Linked DNA regions of Mus musculus: region 1 is linked to region 2. Evidence: chromatin contacts called from public Hi-C data. All regions are on one chromosome and are shown on one strand. The core of a region is the stretch at or near the end of the contact, and the rest is flanking DNA. Distances in the headings are between cores, read along the strand shown. Region 1 holds the start of Dcbld1 (discoidin, CUB and LCCL domain containing 1). Region 2 has its middle 95 kb from the start of Gm23906.

Region 1 (3,191 bases), core at 353-2,852, 440 kb before region 2:
GGAAGCATGAAGAGGTTTGCTATGAATTCAAGAGTGGTGTCTCAAACCGCAAATATTAATAATAACAAGAAATTCAATAAAAATATGTAAAATGGGGTTGCAAGGATGTCTCAGAGGTTAAAAGCACATACTGTTCTTTCAGGCTCACTTCTGCCTGTAGCTGCAGGTCCAAGAGACTAGTTGCTTATGGTCTCGGTGGGTATCTGCACTCAACGTGTACATCTCAACCCACACACAAATACACATCACTAAAACTAAATTTTCTTTAAAACCCACACCAAATAAATGTAGAATGTTACAGTTTCAAATATCGACTTGAGAAAGTGTCTTCAGTTATTAAGACATCCAATGACTGGAATATAGTTTGGTTGTTGAAAGGCTTGCCTTGCACAAGTTCCCGAGCGCCGCCAAAACTCAAACAAAACAGCATGTTTATAAAGCATTCATAAAACCTTACACAGTGCAATTCTAACACACGTTAGACTGTGTTACCGTAACTCTAAACAAAATAACTTCACTTTTTTTTAATGCTATCAACTTGCTGAATGTTTGGGTGAACGAATACATTGTTCAATGAAAAAAAAAAAATCCAGCGATGAGTTTAGCTTCGATTTCTGTTCCCCCAGAAAGCATAGCGGGGGCGGGGGCGGTATTCAAGTATTCTGCATAAACTCACTGCCATTAATTAACCCCAGTTACAGAGGAGCAAAGGCAGGAGGAGAGGAACAAAACCCGAAAAGGGTGGGGGGTGGGGGGGAGAACCCACAGAAAGGTGGCTCGTCCTATCCAAGGAGAACTAATTAAAGCAGATTAATGGAGTAGGGCCATGTAGGGCTGGGAAACCAGTTTCCTGCCTTAATCTGGTGGTCTGAGAGAAAATTCGGTGGCGCTGGAAGCCAAAGATCAGCTACCGAGGAAAAGCAGCCTGGGCCGCAGTCGACTCGCTCAAATACCCTTGAGGGACCAGAGTCGCAAGGTTCCAACTCCGATCACCACCGGACACGCGTGAGGCAACGGGGGCCCTGTTTGCAGTCGGCTCCGGGGCAGCCTCGCAGAAGAACCCCCTCTTGCAGGCAGAGACTAGGAGCTGGCGGGGCAACGCCGGGCGAGCACCCGGGGCCAGGCCACTCGCACCCGCCGGGAAGGGTCGGGAAATCTGGGAACTAAGTGGCCGGCCGGGCGGGGACACCGCGAAGGCAGCCGGGGAACAGGCGCCAAGCTGCCGGGCTCGTTTATGGGGGGGAAGGAAAGAGTATCGGGGCGCGATCCGAAATGCACCCTCTGACTTCAATCCATCCCCCGCCTGGCGGAGACCGCCCGCCTCTCGCCAGGCTCCCCCGAGGCCCACAACACAGCCCTCCCGGAGCCCCGAGTCCCCCACTCACCCAGCTCCTCCGCCTGCAACCGGAGCGGAGCACACACGGCGAACAGCAGCGCCAGGACACTCGGCCCACCAGCCCCGGTCCCCATGGTCCCGCCGGACTCCAGACCCGCAGGATCGGCCTCCCGGCCCGGCTCTACACTGCCGCTGCCCGCCTAGGGCAGCCTCCTTCGCGGCCCGGCCCGGCGCGGCGCGGGCACACGGCACAGATCCCTCTGGGCGGCCCGCGCCCGCGAGAGGGCGTGTCCTCCCCGCCCTGCCCCGCCCCGCCCCGCCCCCTCCCCGGGGTGATCAGCCGCACCACCGGTCTCCCAAGGGGGGCGCCCAGTTTCCCCCTCACCCCACCCCGCCCCCGCGCCACCTGCCCGGATTCACTAGAAAATGAAAATCAAAAATTCACCTGGCACGCAGGCTCGCCAGAGCCCGGGGGTTCACCGAGACTCCGCCCCTCTGGCAGTTTGTCAGCTCTACCCTAGAGCTGGTCTGCCAAGGCTATGCAAGGCATCTGAAATCTGATGGGATGATGGCAGTTCAAGTCCATTCATTCATTCATTCATTCATTCTCTCTCTCTCTCCATCTCTCTCTCTCTCTCTCTTCATTCATTCCGTTGTTTAACTCAACTTTCTACGCGGCTGGGTGCTTAAATTCACTCGGCATTTGCAGAGCTTAGAAATAATCGCTCACTACAAACTGCAGTCTGTAACATGGACAGTATATTTGGAGCACATTTGGAGAGATCTAATTGGATGGTGAAAAGGCAGCTGGGAGCAAAGCGAGAGTAAAAGACAGAGAGCTGAGTTCGTGCCCAGGTTGTTCAGAGGATTAAAGGGCGGGAAGGGGCCAGTTGGAGCTGAAGCTCAGTAGACAGGTGGGTGCCTGGCCAGATGTGGGAAAAGACGTGCAGAGTAGGACCAGTAAGAGATATGTAAACTGCAGAGTCCCCAGAGCAGTCTGGAAAACTTCAGACTGAGCAATGTTTGAGGCGCTCTCTGAGGTGGTGGGAAAGTCTTGAGATTAGGTTCGATGGACCGCGGAGGAGTTTAGAGCCCATTACTGGGTCGTTCAATTGGAGTCCTGGTCGTCAAATTGAACAGAGAAACGGTTAATACTCGTTTTAAGGACTGTCACCTTTAGGTCCCCCCCGTGACTTTCCTCTGCGTGGCCACAACCTTAGCTCTAACTCACACACCACCTCGTGGCCTCTGGGAATTATTACATCTAGAGTGCGTCGGGGTGGGGTGGTCTCGGCAGCTGAGGAAGATCAGACCCTCCAAGGCCAAGTGACCTTTGGAATTTTCTCCAACTCCAAGCCTAAGCTGACAGGTAGGATAACTTTTTGCCTTAAAAATGTTTTGTTGTTTTGAGATTGAGGTTTATCGTCTGTGTTCTGAGGGCTTCTCTTGTCTTCCTGGCTGGTATTGAGTAGTTTGCTAAGTAGCCGGAGGCTGACCTTGGAACTCCTGAACCTTCTTCCCCCACCTCTGAGATAGGGGAATACAGGCAGGCCTTCATATCCTGCCTGGTTTACACTTTAACTTTTGAGATTCCAAGTGTGATTTGGCAGTGGACTTTGCACCTTCCTTTATGGCAACCTCAGAGGAAAGACTTACAGCTTTCCAACTGAGCCTTTCTTAGATCTGAGTGTAGAGCCAGTCTCTGACTGGGACACATTCGCTTGCCTTCATGTTAACTCTTCCCCAGTTGTCATAGAGAGGAAATAAATATGTATATGTCCTGGCTGGTTTTGTGTCAACTTGACACAGCTGGAGTTATCACAGAGAAAGGAGCTTCAGTTGAGGAAATGCCTCC
Region 2 (2,920 bases), core at 138-2,637:
GAGTTTGAGGCCAGCCAGGGCTACATAGAGAGACCCAAACCATGTCTCAAAAACAACAGCAAATAACAGCAGTAAACCGACCAAAGAAAGAAAGGAAGGGAGGAAAGAGAAGAGAAGGGAAGAGGAGAGGAGAGGAGAGGAGAGGAGAGGAGAGGAGAGGAGAGGAGAGGAGAGGAGAGGAGAGGAGAGGAGAGGAGAGGAGAGGAGAAAGGAGAAATTATTACTATTATTATTTTTCTGTCTAGAATTTTGTAGGAGACTTAGAAGTGATAAAATCTGGTCTTTGTATACAAGTCTTTGTATATAAACATGTGATTTGGTAGTGAGAGCTCACTCAGACAATATCTGCTGGCTTTGTTAGGCTTGATTCCTAAATGGTTTGGTTTTCAACTCTAGATGTCAAAATGTGGAATGATCCTCAGTCAAAGAGAGAAGGATACACAACTTGGCTGCCAAGCATGGAGAGCTAGCTCTCTGGTGGAAAGATGAGACACGACAGAGACCAGGAAACAAGCTCAATTTCTACCCTGTGATGCTGAGGAATCTGGGGGAAAACATGTTCTGACTCTCAAGAGGGAGATGACAAACTTAAAGGGGTACTGAGGGTCCAAAGTACAAAGGTCTGGCTGAAGGTTCTGCGAAATGACTCTTGGGCATCCCATAAACAAATAAGCCATCACACCGGAAGCCTCCGTGCCATTCAGCTTTGCTAATGATAACTAGGGATCACACGAGCTGCCACTGTAGTCAATGATTTCCAAATCAAATATTGCAATCTCTGGAAACTGATGAGACATATGTAGCACTGAAGCTAACAGGACGACAGGTGTAGTCTCCATTTTCTCAGGTCATATTAAAGGAGAAAGTTGTGACTACATATATAGCCAGCATCCAGTCACAGAAAAGGCAGATTTACTGTCATTGCGTGCCACAGGGACATCAAGACTGGAGTCATATTTTGGAGAATGTCACCCTTTGTCTATGAAGACACAAAGATCAGTATTTCTTAATCAGAATTTTCCAAGGTACATATGGGGGCAGCAAATATATGGAATATCTCTGTACTTTCCTCCCAGTTTTATTGTGAACCCAAAAGTGTTCTGGGAGAATAAGTAAGTAAGTTTAGTAATGACTTAAAGAAAACAAACAGTGTAAAGACATATTCAAAAATTACAAACCCAGTTGGTAAATGTGATTGGAACTTTGGCAAGTTTGTGAAAACACATTGTTTGTTTGTTTGTTTGTTTTGTTTTGCAAGAGACTCTTGGAAGAAATAGTGGCATCGTCCCATTTGAGCAGGCACAATGCCCCTTTCAACAGATGGTTGACAGAGAAGCTAGCCAAAAGTCCATGCATGAACAACAAATGCGCGGCTCAGGGCAGGAGTCCAGGTGGCCAGTGTTGAAATTGTTTTCCATCCTACGCTTGCCGGCCTATGGCGAAGCAACTAGGCTGTCACTTGACTCTTACACATTAAAGTGAAATGACCAAATAGTTCCCATGACTATAGGAAAGAAGTCCAGAAGGCTTGGGCAACAGTGTTCCCAAAGTGGCATTAGGAATCCTCGTTTTTCTTGTATCCTTATAAGGAAGACTCCCGAGCGTTCGATTAACTCTGAATTGTATCTCGCTAATGCATGAGTGCCATGTGTACACAGACATCTTGGCATCATTAGCAGTGAGAAGCATTCCCCCATAGAGATCCAGTACCAAGTCATTTTGGCCAAGAGTAAAAATTATTCCTAAGAGGGGGAATGCTGTCTTTGCTGTCTGCTTTTATATGCTTTAGGCAACTCGCTACTAAATAAATGTGGGTACAAAGCTGTTTGTCTAGTCCAAGGGTTGTCTTGTCTCTTGTGTGACTTCAATCAAAACATTATGATGTATATGAGCTGGACTTAGGTTGTCCGTGTTCTCTGTGGCTGGCACTGAACTTTTAGGTCAGCAAGAGATGTTGCTCAGGGCTTACCCAGAAGAGACAAGGCCCAGAGTTTGATCCTTAGCAGGAAAGGAAGACAACTTTAATGAAGGCATTATTTTATCAGAATCAAATGTTAGTGGCCATAGGATGTACACATGTGATTGGGGGTGGTTTCTGTCTACAAAATGGTCAATACATGTATATGAGTAAGATAAGTGTTTTCATTTTTTGTTTTCTGCTGTGTTCACCTTTCAGGCTATGAGATTTACTCAGAACTCAAACTTACAGAAAGATACAGAAAAAAATTATTTCAAAGAGGGGAACGCTAAGAGGGGAAAAAAATCATTGGTCTCAGCACAGTGAGACCCTTTTACACTCCTGTTTTGGGAATTTTTCAGTTTTTAGAGGATATTCCACTTTCAACATCATATTTTCACACAATGTATTTTGATAGATACATTTTATAACATTCTCAACAAATTAGTAAAAATATTATTAAACATTATCTATCCACAGCAAACGCGGTAAGCGGGAAGGACAATCCATTTGTTGGCATAAATTCAATAAAAACCATCTCAAACTCTTCTGTCCAGTTGCAGCCTCTTTTCTAAGAATCACAGCTACTTTAGATCTAATCTAATCTTTTTCAGGAGAACTAAACTCTTTTTATTTTAGGGATCCTACTCATATCAATGAAGTCAGGCTTTTTAAAATATGCATTTTCTGTATGTTTCAAATACATGAGAAGGTTTGGATCAAGAATCTTCCATCTACTGAATCTGATTAATAAGTAACCATTTGTTTTCTGTTCACACTCCAGGTACAGGACTATGAAACATCTTGATATATTCTTTCTTGACTTACTAGGTTTTGTTCTTTGAGCTCCCGGGATAGCACACGAGTCACGCTAATAGCTCACAAAATTTCTTAAATTATAATATGCAATTTTCCAAATTAGAAATTTTTTAACCTGAAATTCTAGCACTTGGGAAGGTGAAG

What was found. A called contact is a pair of places that touch in the nucleus more often than the background predicts.
Region 1: a Hi-C map of muscle stem cells shows a contact between it and region 2, with 4 times the contacts expected there. The contact joins the promoter of Dcbld1 here to the enhancer-like site in region 2. A contact is called at or near these places in 4 of 39 promoter capture datasets (the 3T3-L1 cell line, cranial neural crest, frontonasal cranial neural crest and 1 more), 3 of 484 Hi-C or Micro-C datasets (adipose-derived mesenchymal stem cells, cerebral cortex and muscle stem cells) and 2 of 115 datasets of contacts at active chromatin or transcription factors (astrocytes and forebrain).

Annotation. Positions count from the first base shown.
Region 1 is chr10:52,232,030-52,235,220 of GRCm38.p6, reverse strand. It overlaps Dcbld1 (discoidin, CUB and LCCL domain containing 1), which reads right to left and starts at 1,602. Exons shown (of 11, transcript NM_025705.4): 1 at 1,386-1,602. The coding sequence starts at 1,470.
Region 2 is chr10:51,792,553-51,795,472 of GRCm38.p6, reverse strand. No RefSeq gene overlaps it. Among named protein-coding and RNA genes, the nearest start is that of Gm23906, 95 kb to the left of the region's middle. Within about 2 kb of position 1,387, at least 2 of the 459 cell types and tissues checked have an H3K27ac peak or open chromatin away from gene starts, as enhancers often do. A contact at or near this core is called in muscle stem cells, where this site is marked.